Regions from separate parts of the Ovis aries genome. Here region 2 is linked to region 1. The links are chromatin contacts, called in public Hi-C maps. All regions are on one chromosome and are shown on one strand. The core of a region is the stretch at or near the end of the contact, and the rest is flanking DNA. Distances in the headings are between cores, read along the strand shown.

Evidence for each region. A called contact is a pair of places that touch in the nucleus more often than the background predicts.
Region 2: a contact with region 1 is called in a Hi-C map of liver, with 6 times the contacts expected there. The contact joins two enhancer-like sites. A contact is called at or near these places in 7 of 16 Hi-C or Micro-C datasets (hypothalamus, liver, mixed tissues and 3 more).

What each region holds. Positions count from the first base shown.
Region 1 is chr1:189,262,820-189,269,147 of ARS-UI_Ramb_v3.0, reverse strand. No RefSeq gene overlaps it. Among named protein-coding and RNA genes, the nearest start is that of KALRN, 21 kb to the left of the region's middle. Within about 2 kb of position 2,482, at least 5 of the 54 cell types and tissues checked have an H3K27ac peak or open chromatin away from gene starts, as enhancers often do. A contact at or near this core is called in liver, where this site is marked.
Region 2 is chr1:189,324,045-189,330,372 of ARS-UI_Ramb_v3.0, reverse strand. All of the region lies in intron 1 of KALRN (kalirin RhoGEF kinase), which reads right to left. Among named protein-coding and RNA genes, the nearest start is that of KALRN, 40 kb to the right of the region's middle. Within about 2 kb of position 2,587, at least 1 of the 54 cell types and tissues checked has an H3K27ac peak or open chromatin away from gene starts, as enhancers often do. A contact at or near this core is called in liver, where this site is marked.

The DNA of each region.
Region 1 (6,328 bases), core at 1,233-3,732:
CCTATGGCTGGATACCAGATTAAAGAGAAAGGCACTCTTGGGTCAAAGGTATATGATGGCTTATTTTCTCTCTCACAATGTCAGTTCTTCTCCCAGGCAGATACAGCTGGCTCTCTATATCCACAGGAAATTCAAGGACAATGTCTATTTTTCATTTTTTAAGGAAATATTTTTTTAAAAAGGTTACACGACACAAAAGGAGGCAGAGTGGAGTATCTCACAAACACCCCTATAACAAGGTGTGTCAATATTCTACGTAAAAGAAATGTGTTTTTTTTTAAAGCCTCAGTCACGTTGCAAGGAAATATTTATTTATACGGCAGCTCCTCCTTATTGGCGGTTTCTGCATCCATGAATTCAACCAATGGTGGACCAAAATATGCAGAAAAGATTTTAGAAAAAAATTCCAAAAAGCAACTTGAGTTTGCCACATGCTGGGAACTACTTACATCACATTTACATTGTGTTTACAGCTATTTACATCGTATTTACATTGTTAGGTATCAGAAATACTCTGCCTGCATGTGCATTCAAAGTGATTTCTGAGGTGTCCAACTATTTGTGACCCCATGGACTGTAGCCTGCCAGACTCCTCTGTCCATAGGATTCTCCAGGCAAGAATACTGGAGGGGGTTGCCATGCGCTCCTTCAGGGGATCTTCCCAACCCAGGGATCCAACCCCCTTCTTCTGTGGCTACTGCAATGCAGGTGGCTTCTTCACTGCTGAGCCACCGAGGAAGCCCCAGAAATAGAGACGGCTTAAAGTATACAGGAGGATGTGCATAGGTCACATGCAGATACTATACCATTTTATATACAGGATTTGAGCATTCCCATATTTGGGGGTTTGTGAAGGTCCTGGAAACAATAGCCCATAAATACCAATGACAGCTGTAATATGTTCTACTGAGCTTAGTGGTCTGAAGGTCCTTTGGTAGTTATCAATGCAACAAAGGCTGAAGGTCCTGGTTCCTCCATTTTGAGAACTGGTGGAATACTTCTTAGCCTATGGTAGACTTTTTCTATCTCCAGACTTCATTTCTGAAGATAGAAACTCCAGAAGTTTCTATCTGGAAATAGAAACCACTCAAGTGGTTAGACTTGAGTAAACACCAAGTAAACACGATTGGCTAGACACTGTGCTAGGTACTTTTTATACCCATTATCTTATTTAAACTGCATAGCTCAAAGTAGATATTGTTATTCCCATTACCAGATGAAGAATCCAAGGCACAGAAAGGTTAGGGAACTTTCCCGGTGTCATATATTATCACAGAGCATAATTTGAATCCCTCTCTCAGACCTTTCTGAGAGTTGGTTTGATGCACTGAAAGAGAACAGATCTCGTGCACTTAACGATAAGTATGAGAAAGACTTCGACGAGAGGAGAAATTTTCTGTCTGTTTACTCCTAAATTTTGCCTGGGGAGAGGGTGGGTCAGTGGGACTCGGAACACTGCAAATCAGGGACAAAGACTGGACAAGAGCCTTGGTCTAGTTCCCTGCACTAGATCAAATGTGAACTTCATTTGTAACTATATGTGAGCTTGTGCTTTGAAGCAGTAAGGAATTAATTTAAAAACTATCTTAGAGGGTTTTAAGAGCATTTTTTTTTTTTGACAAACAAAACTAAAATGCTTAATTTTATTTCCATGGAACTTTTCATGGCAAAGATGTTTTAAGTGGCGTAGAATTACCTTCTGCAAAGATACAGACTAGAGAAGCTAGGGACCCCTCCCTTTGTTGTTCCTCCTGGGCAGTTTTATCTCTGAGGCACAGCATCGTGGTTTTCAGAGCTTGACCACGTCACTGCCCATGCCATCCATCAGTACAGCGGTAGGACGCCGCAGGGACCCCAGAACAGCATTTACAAATGAGGCAAGCAAAGCCTAGAGCCATGTATCCCCAGGGTCTTGCCAACAGCCTGATTTGTAGTAGGTACTCAAGAATTTTATTGAATAAATAAATAAGTGAGCAAATAAAGTGATTTTTTAAAGAAGGTCACACAGCAGGGACAAAAATCCAGTGTCCTAAATCTTAATTCCATTCTCGATCTAGTTACATCATTCTTTGGGTTATCCTGGCCAACTTTAAAATGGATATTTGGATGTCAAAATGAATAGGGCTCTGTGCCTGACCTAAGCAATATCACAAATTTAATTAGAAATGTGGAAAAGATGGAGTTGGTGAAGACCTCCTGTTATCCAGATGCCAAGACCATTCGGTGTGGTTGGTTTGATTTCTAATGAGCATCTGCTTCAATTCACCAAACCCTTTACACTTTCATACAATGCACGGCTCATATTACGAAGTCAAAAATTCTTTATCATCTGTGTGGTCATTCACTCGTTTGTTTCCTCTCCCTGGTAATTGTTTAATCTGGCTTCGCCTACCACATTTCTTGGCTGCTTGCTCCCTCCTGCCTCTGTCAGTCAGGTTGTATTCAGGGAAGGTAAAGGCACAGAGAACATTCCATAGTCAGTTATAGCTGATTAGGTGTTTATCTATTGCTTTGGATTAGCCCCACGCCCTGTATGAATACACAGCTTTGGCTGGTTGAACAACCATCCATGGATGGGGGAGCATTCTAAGATTTACTCTCAGCTTTCCATTGTCTGTGCTAAAAGAGGAGGCAAGGAGTATGAATGCACAGCAGATACATTTTTAAAAATCAAGGTATAATTTACACCCTAAAAGTCCACATTTTAATGAGTTTTTACAATGTTATATACCTGAGCAACCGTCACCGTAGTTGAAACAAAGCACATTTCCAACATCGCAATACTCTCGTGCCCCATCTCCATCAGACTTCCCTTACTTTGGCCTCAGGCAACCACCAACTTTCTTCCTGTCACTATAGATTAGATTTGTCCTTTCTAGGGTTTCATGTAAGTGGAATCAGAGAGTAGGTACTCAACAAAAGTTATTTTTACTTGACTTTGGAATAGCGTCTCTGATTTCTTTCCCAGCGATGTCTGGTTCAGGCTGTTAAAATGAGTTCATCTTTCCAGCACCCACACTGATTTGACAGGGTGCGCATAGCTAGGACTTGGAGGAAACCTGAGAGGCAAGAAGCAGAGGCTGATGAAAATAATTACTGGCAATGAGAAAAATGTTGGCTCTTCCCAGAACTGGTAGACTTTGACCAAGAGTGCGTGCCCACTTTGTGCCCTGAACCTATTTTCAGTGTCGCTCAATACGGCTTCTCCGAAACCTAACTGCCTGGGAATTGTGCCTGCTTTGCCTTGAATGGGCATTTTATTTGGAAACTTCAGGCTCCAGCCAGTCCCTCTCAGCCACGGAGTCATTGCACCCTCTGGTGTAAACACAGGGATCTGTCACCCCTGTGGCATGAGGCATTCCCACCCCCGCAGCCATCTATTATCCACCACAGCCCTGCCCTGGAGGGTCAGCTCGCTCCAGCTACTGTTAGGTTGATGGGTCAGAGCTGAGCTTGTGAATACATGAACACAGAGGGATCCCAAGAGTTCAAGCGCTTAAGAGAAGACAGGACCAGAGAGAAGGGAAACCCCAGAGAAGACGGAGCAAGCTGGATGTGAAAGATGAAGAGAAGGGCAGAGGCACAGTCCTCCAAAACAAAGTTGGAAGCCATAGAGGGATGGACTTTTTTCCATCTGAGACAAATTCTAAAAATTCACTCCTCTGCCCAAATAAATAGATTCAGACCCAGGCTATGACAGTCCTTGAAAAGCAGTTTTTAACATAGAAATGCTGATAAATCTTTTCGACCACCTCTATATCTCCAGGTGCCGCTGGATCTGCTTAATCCCTTTAAACTTCCAATAACTTCAACTACGGTGTTTAAAGTCTCATAAATCTGTACTAGCTTAAAATAGGGAAATATAAATCATGTTCAGGAGCTTAGGGGTAGGGACAGAAGATGGGTAGGGACAGAAGATGCCATTGAAAACCACAGCACAGGCTTTTCATCAAATTATTCCAAGAAAAGTCAAAATGGGAAGTGCTCAGGTTTCTGAGCTGTGGTTCCATTCGTTCTCAATTTATTCTCTTTCAGGGGGTGAGACAGAGTGTTAGGGAGTATCAACGGGATATTCAGTTAGAGAGGAAAAAAATCACAAAGACCTATCACAGTTCTATTTTTACACAAAATGAAACCAAAATGAAACAATAATAATTTTTTAAAATCTACTGCCAGAAGTCATTAGAAACAGCTCTGTTTTCAGTAAGCTAACAACATAAATGATGTTTTCTTTTTGTTAAAATATTAATTCATGCTAAAATGTAAGTTATGGCTACTATGCTACTAATAATAGTTAACTTTTTTTTTTTTTATCATTTCTGCTACATGCTAGATACCTCCCCTGTGAAGAACTTTAGGTACATTAGTTAATTTCACCCTCACAGGAGCCCCATGAGAATTATTATTCTGTTTTACAGATAAGAAAATTAGGTTCAGATTGTTAAGTAACTCACCCAAAGTCACACAGCTGGTAAATGATTGAGCCAAAATCCAAACCCAGTGTTTGTTTTGAAAACCCTGATCTTATCTACTTCTGGGCTGTGATGGAACCAGCCCACAGACCACGTGGAGGAAACCCATATATCATGCTCTGAAAATTGATGTGTTTTCCTCTTTCTCTTTCTTGGCCTGATCCAATGAGCTTTTCCCTAACCCCAAAGTCTTAGAAACGTCTGCTGTATTAACTGAATCTTTACTCAAGCTTCAGACACTGTAGAGAAAGTAGGAGTCCTTCGCTTGCGCTGCTTGCTTCAAAGTGCAGTTTTCCTGCAAAGATGTACTACCAAGTGGTCCTGGGGAAACCGCCGAACTTTAGTTTCCTCACCTATTAAATAAGGATGCGTATGACCCACCTTTGGGGTTGTTATGAGAATTAATGTGTGGGAAAGCAGTCTGGAGACTGCAAAGACCAAACAATTAATTGCTGTGTCTTATAATGATTCAGTTCAGTTCAGTCGCTCAGTCGTGTCTGACTCTTTGCAACCCCATGAATCGCAGCACGCCAGGCCTCCCTGTCCATCACCAACTCCCGGAGTTCACTCAGACTCACATCCATCGAGTCAGTGATGCCATCCAGCCATCTCATCCTCTGTCATCCCCTTCTCTTCCTGCCCCCTATCCCTCCCAGCATCAGAGTCTTTTCCAATGAGTCAACTCTTCGCATGAGGTGTCCAAAGTACTGGAGCTTCAGCTTTAGCATCATTCCTTCCAAAGAAATCCCAGGGCTGATCTCCTTCAGAATGGACTGGTTGGATCTCCTTGCAGTCCAAGGGACTCTCAAGAGTCTTCTCCAACACCACAGTTCAAAAGCATCAATTCTTCAGCACTCAGCCTTCTTCACAGTCCAACTCTCACATCCATACATGACCACAGGAAAAACCATAGCCTTGACTAGATGGACCTTAGTCAGCAAAGTAATGTCTCTGCTTTTGAATATGCTATCTAGGTTGGTCATAACTTTTCTTCCAAGAAGTAAGCGTCTTTTAATTTCACAGCTGCAGTCACCATCTGCAGTGATTTGGAAGCCCCCCAAAATAAAATCTGACACTGTTTCCACTGTTTTCCCATCTATTTCCCATGAAGTGATGGGACCGGATGCCATGATCTTTGTTTTCTGAATGCTGAGCTTTAAGCCAACTTTTTCACTCTCCACTTTCACTTTCATCAAGAGGCTTTTGAGTTCCTCTTCACTTTCTGCCATAAGGATGGTTATCATCTGCATATCTGAGGTTATTGATATTTCTCCCAGCAATCTTGATTCCAGCTTGTGTTTCTTATAATGATTATGGCACCTTAAATATAATACAGAGGAACAGCTCTTCTTCAATCCCTAGCTTCACAGACAAGAGAAAACAGACATTTCAGTCACTCAGATGGAGGCCAGAATTCAACTCAAAGCACTCATGATTGAAAGGTGCGAGAGAGGGAAAACACATATCTCTCTACCATCACTTCCCCAACTACCTTCAATGAGGGTATTGACATTGAAGACAGTTTGGGAAAATAGTTTCAGTCAGTCAGTTCAGTTGCTCAGTCGTGTCCAAGTCTTTGCAACCCCATGAATCGCAGCACGCCAGGCCTCCCTGTCCATCACCAACTCCTGGAGTTCACTCAGACTCACATCCATCGAGTCCGTGATGCCATCCAGCCATCTCATCCTCTGTCATCCCCTTCTCCTCCTGCCCCCGGTCTCTCCCAGCATCAGAGTCTTTTCCAACGAGTCAACTCTTCGCATGAGGTGTCCAAAGTACTGGAGCTTCAGCTTTAGCATCATTCCTTCCAAAGAAATCCCAGGGCTGATCTCCTTCAGAATGGACTGGTTGGATCT
Region 2 (6,328 bases), core at 1,338-3,837, 61 kb before region 1:
CAGTCCATGCTGCAGGAGAGAGGGTACAGTCCCAAGGCTGGAAGCTTTGGTACACCCTGGGCACAGATCCTGACTCAGAGAATGAGTCTCAGGAACTGGGCTTGCCCTGACCTGGACAGCATGCTCAGTTCTCCATCTGCACTGCCAAAGGGCCTCTCAGTACAATGCACAGTGCCTCCCTTGCCCAGCTCACCCTGCTCCTGCCTCCAAGGCCTTTCTCAAGTGGTACCTTAAACCCCAAATGCCAGAGAGAGATGCACACACATTGGCAAGGGGAGACTCAAGAGGGGAGCTTATAAAGTCACAAGTCCACAGATACCTGCAGGATATTTTGAAAATACAGTATTAGAATTCCCAGGATAGAAGGGGTGAGACTGGGGACCACAATAGCAGACCTCAAAGAGGAAAGCATCACTGTGTGACTAGAGAGAAATTTCAAAGAGGCCACGGAAGGAGAAAAGGCCAGGAACTAACTGACCCAGGAGCTTAAATCAAGCCAAAAATAAAACTGAGGAATGCCAATGTCAAAGCTAATCACAGAGATTAGTCTGTTTCACCAAAGAGACACAATGAGATGAAGAATCGGGGGACCTGTTGGTGCTGCTCCTGGTACAAGAAGTATCCTCAAGAAAGGAAGTTCATCCCAACTTGCCCTCCTCCATTGCCAGGGCTGAGGTCAGGGTTGAAAATGCAGTTAAGTGCTCAGGAACCTGACTGACAAACGAGGTGTAAGTAAATCACCAGGACCATATGGCATCCACCTGGCAGTCCTGAAGGAATTCAAGGGTGAAATTGTAGAGCTGCTAACCAAAATGTGTAACCTCTTATTTCAAAGTCACTTGTGCCCTAGAACTGCCAGAGTACTCGTGTAGCCTCCATTCATAAGAAAAGACCCAGGGAGAATTCTCATTTTTCAAACCAGGAAAGCCAGCAAAACATATGTGAACAGGACTACTAAGCGTGTAAGCAAGCATGACCTATCGGAGGAAAAAAACAGAACAGTGCTGATAACAGCAAAGCATGTTTGTAAGACTTTTTAGAGTAAACATTAATGTGAATTAAAGAGAATCTGTGGGTGTAACTTCCATAAATTTCCAAGAAATTATTAGCAAGGGATTATAGTAAAAACATTTATTTTAACTGAATAATGATGCGACAGGGAAACACTTTTTCAGTATGCTGACTTAGACCAGAAACAAGCAAAAAAATAAAAAATTGACCACATTCAAATTAAGAAATAAAAAAGTGGAGTTCTTAAAGCCTGAACAGTAGACCTGGTCTTATATAATATTCTTATAAATAATCTGTTGGAGGCATCGGAAAGCTACTCCACAGGTCTACACTCTTCCAGGCAAGAAAAAGAACTGCTGATCCAAAGAAATGATAGGAAGGTCTTTTGGGGTTCTAAGAGTTGATGTGAGAGAGAAGGCCGAGTTTCAGTGTGATGGGATCTATCTGCCCCGTGACAATTCCTTAGTCTCCTCTCCTTTGATAAGACAAATTCTGGACTCCATTCTCTGAACCTTATGGATATGGGCCCCCAAACCTGCATATGCTTGAAAAATAGGAACAGTTGCAGATTTAACTCACAGAAAATGATTCTGAATAGACTAACAGAGAGACTGTTCACCACATCTGGTTAAACTCTGGCCAGTCAGGTTCACCATGGGCTGGCCCTTATTCCCTCACCTGCAGTGCCCACTCAATACACAGAACTTCAAACTCATAAACCAAAGGCAGACATCCATAGAAACACCATTCTGAAGCTATGAACCAAATATTCTAAAACAAACAAGAGTAGGACTGGATTGACCTACTCCCTTGAATTAATTTCTAAGATGTTAATACATCTTAGGTCAGGCTTACAGCTGGGAGCTAACCAGAGAAATGCAAACCTGGGTGGGCTCAGCATCTCTTCCTTGTGATCCACATCTGCCTATCGCACTTCTCCGACTGCTTATAACATGAGTGGCTGCCACATAGTCAGAGGCTGTGTACCACTTTCTCAGCACCACCTCTGCTTATCCAAGTCCATTCATTCCTTCAAAACGAGAAGCAAAACAACTCACCATTAGCATCATGGGAATTTAAAACTTACTCTTTCATTTTGGGGCTTGAAGTCAGTGTTTTGTTGGAGAAGGCAGGGGGAAAAAAAGAGTTCTAGATTGTGTCACCTGCTAAAACTTGTTCTTATGTAATGTAGTGGCTACATACATAGGTTCAAATGCTGGCGCTGCTAGTCACTAGGTGAGTAAACACAGAGCCCAACACCCTCACTTGTTAAATGGACGGCAAAAAACATTTGCCTACTTCAAAGGGCAGTTCTGGGGATCATTTTAGGTCATGTTTAGAGCTTGGTACAGCAGCTGGTGCATAATAAACACTCAACAAAATTCAGCTGGTACTAACAAAGTCTCCTTTCCTCTAGATCTAACAAAGTAATTCCTTTCTTGATTTTCTCCTCAAATCTAACTGTAGCTTTTAAGACTTTTTCAAGAGGTAACTGATTACAGCTGCCCCTGATCCACAGCCCTTCAGGGCTCGGCTGTCCCTTCACCATCTTCTTGCGCAGTGCTTGCTTAGACCTGTCTGTGTGTCGTTTCATAAGCTGTGAAGTCCCTTCTGTGTGCCAGTGTCACCACTGCCTGTTCTTGGGTACAGTCTGCACGAAAACTGGCAGCAAGCCTAGCTTTACCAGTAATCGGCCACTAACTGCTTCCCAGAGAGTCAACATACAAAACTGTTTTTGATGAATCTGTCGAGGTAAAGGGGGTGCACTGTGACACTAGACTCTGTCATCACTTTGAGAGCAGATCTATTGTTGGTGACGTCTCACTGACCAAGCTCACAATGCTGATGCGTAAGCCAGAACCTCCATTTACAGGATACCAAAAGCAACAGCAAAATACAGCTGTTACAGGACCCCGAGAGCTCAGGTCAGCATGGTTGGCGGAGGCTGATGGACTGGGGAAACCAAACCATCACCCAAATGTTGCTTAGAGGGCATATAAAAGCAAGGCTAGAAGAGTCCGCAGAATAATTCATGGCCCACGGGCAGTGGACCACAATGGGCTGGTGTATATACCCCAAGATTTGAGCTAGACCTTCCAGAGAACCAAAGCTCCCTTGTTTGCAGTCAGAGGCTGAATGGGTACTACCAGCTTCTGCCTCTTTAATAACCTGCCCTTCAGAAGTGCCTCAGCTGACCAGCAACTTCTGTACACAGTCTTTCCCCAGGCTGCACTCAGTACAATTAATTAGGCTTTGGATTATGAAATTACAGTCACATTTCAGCCCAGCATCCCTGAGATTACTCCCAGCTCATAATAATGGAGTCTTTTCTCTTCTTTCACACGTTTGCAGAACATCTCCTGGTTCACAGCTGTAGAGGATGGATCACATCCATGTAGGATGGATGGATGGATGGACGGACCTAATTTAACCCTCAGAGGAAGCTTCACTTCTATTATTTCCAGGTTCCTAGGAGACTTCACTGTTATCTCTATGGAATCTCTATGGGCCAAAACTCCTCCAGGCCAGAATCCTCATCTTTTATTTGATTTCATGGTTCTTTAGTGAGTAGAACAAGAATTCATTATCAGTAGGCACCTCATCAATGGCACTGATTGACCTGTTCAGTGATGCTGAAGATATTTGCTTTCATTAACAGGAAGAGACCACTTTTCAAGCACTGGTGAGAGAGAGCAGATTTAGGAAGCAGATTGGAACAGAACAAGACCAGGAAGAGGGTACACTGAGCTGCTGTCTGTACAAGGACTTGAAGAAGGAGGTATAACGTGTCCCCGGGTTGTATTTAGAAAACTGATACCAACTACTTAGAAAGAAACAGCTAGTCTTCCATCAGATTATCCTGGCCATCCTCTTTTCCTTCCCTGGTGTTTTGACAGCCCATGGAAGAACATTCAGCTTTAGTTCTCAGAAGAAAGAAACTTGGAGCCTGGGACATAAATATGTCTTATTCTACAAATCACTGACTTCTTATGCTGGGCAAAATCATCAAGAGGTCTTTGAAGAATCCATCTGGTTCAAGGACTGGTGTGCCAGCAGGAAATTCTAATAGAGGAGACGCCTTGCCAGTTGAGGGACTCCTGCCTTCCTACATGGCTGTGGCATGGGCATCTGCTCTCTTCTTCTTGGTTTGAGTTGCAAGGCAATGTCGATGAAAAGAGTCCATGTTTGAAGCCAGGCAACCCTGGGTGAGACCCTGGTTTTGACAATTTCTGACAAATCACTTAACCTCTCTGAGCCTGTTCTTTCAAAGTACAGGATATACGCTACCTTTCAGAGTCTGGGGAGGACTAGAGATGGCATCTGAAATGTGCCTATTCAATGGTTGTCTTAGGATGGGGGCGTTTTGGCTAGCTTGGCGCTTGCAAAGACATCACCATTACAGAAGTCACCACCAAGTAACACCTGACTGGCTCAGAGCAATAGCATCCAAGCACACCTAAACAGGTGGGACCCCCTCGCCCCCACACCCCCCCAACCAGGTACAAAGATGCCTCCCTCCCCTTCCCGGTCATCCTTCACATGGACATGCTGCCTTCCCGAGTCCAGAGTTCTAACCATGAATAGAAACCCTTCAGTGACAGACATCAGCATATAGCACACAAAGGTAGTGTGGAGAGAGCAAGACAGAGTGGAAAACAACCCTAATTAAGACAACTTCAATCACATGATTATATATGTAGAAAGTGAAAGTGAAGTCGCTCAGTTGTGTCCGACTCTTCACGATCCCATGGACTGCAGCCTAGCATGCGATTCTCCAGGCAAGAATACTGGAGTGGGTTGCCATTTCCTTCTCCAGGGGATCTTCCTGACCCAGGGATCGAACCCAGGTCCCCCGCATTGTAGGCAGATGCTTTAACCTCTGAGCCACCAGAGAAGCCCATATATGTAGAAGGGACCCTAATAATCATTCAGTACAACCCTCTCATTTTACAGGTGGGACACCCGAGACCTTGAAAGGATAAGGGACAGATCCATATCAATGATAGATCAATATCTAAGTCAACAATAGGTCAGTCCTAGAACCAAGACCTCATGACAGGGTTAAGGGCTCTATTCACTATCCTGCACTGCATTGCACAGACCCACGGAAGCTGACACACAGGCAAGGTGCCAGAAGAAGAGAATGTCAAACTTGCTTATTTAGCTTCTACTGCATAAACAACACTGGGATAGGCACTAAGACTTTCAAAAAAGTTCTCAGCTGTCCTCCAGGAGCTTAACATCTGTCAAGCTGGGGAAAAAACCCCTGATGTGTGCAATAGCAATAATGAAAGAAGGTTTGTGATGACAGGTCCTGGAATGTGTTCAAGGAGATCAGAGATGGGAACAGAGTGATGTCACAGAAGATTTCTTCCCCACCTGGAGTGGAACAATGCTGGAGCCTTACAAAATGGATGAACAACGAATAGACCACTGCTAGGATGGAAAGAACCCTCAAGCAAAGGTTCCAACAGAAGCAGAGTCTTGGAGTCTAGCCTGACTATGGTGTGTTTTCAAGCCAGTAAAGACAGAGCCTCTGGCAACTTCTCCAAGAACCTGGAAACTATTACCTGGCTGCTTCCTTACCATCTCTTACTATCTCTTAGCACAGAGCATGGAGCTTGATGCTCAGAGCAGAGACCCTTGAGGATTTCAAACTTCTCAGAAATCACTGTAGCACTGAGGTCTCTCTCACACAGACAAACACACACACCTGCACACAGGCAGGCATGCACTGGGATGGCAATGGAGTCGGCTGCTCAGATTTCTCTCTTCCTACACACCCCATGACCCACTCTCATCTGGGTTCCACCAGGCTCTGACCACTCCATCACTGAAGCGGCCTTCATCTCTGCTCCCCACAAAGGCTTGTCTAGGAATCCTCAGTGCTGCCCACAGGACTGCGGTGTGTGTGTTGCTACTGCCACTCCAGTGTCTTCCTTTGCTCCACACAGGCTGTCTTTCAGAGCAGTCTCTGTCTGTGAGCTTTTGAGAGGATGTCCCCAGAAAATCTGGGACAGGTCCAGCTACCTGTACTAACCTCCTCCTAACACCGCCTTCCTTTCACTTTGTTTTCCTTAATTTTCCCTCTACCATTCTTTCATCACCTCTTTACTTTATCCTGTTGTAGGGCATAATTTTTATAAGCTGCTATAACTCCTTTTTCAAGCAAAGTGGTATCTAAACGTGCGTCTGCTGGTCCAGCCCATTTGCACAGCAGCCTGACAAGAGAAGCTCTCCAGTCTCTTCTCCAGCAAAACCTTGGCATCACCATCACAGATCCTCCAAATCCATCCTTCCAGGCCTAAACTGATGT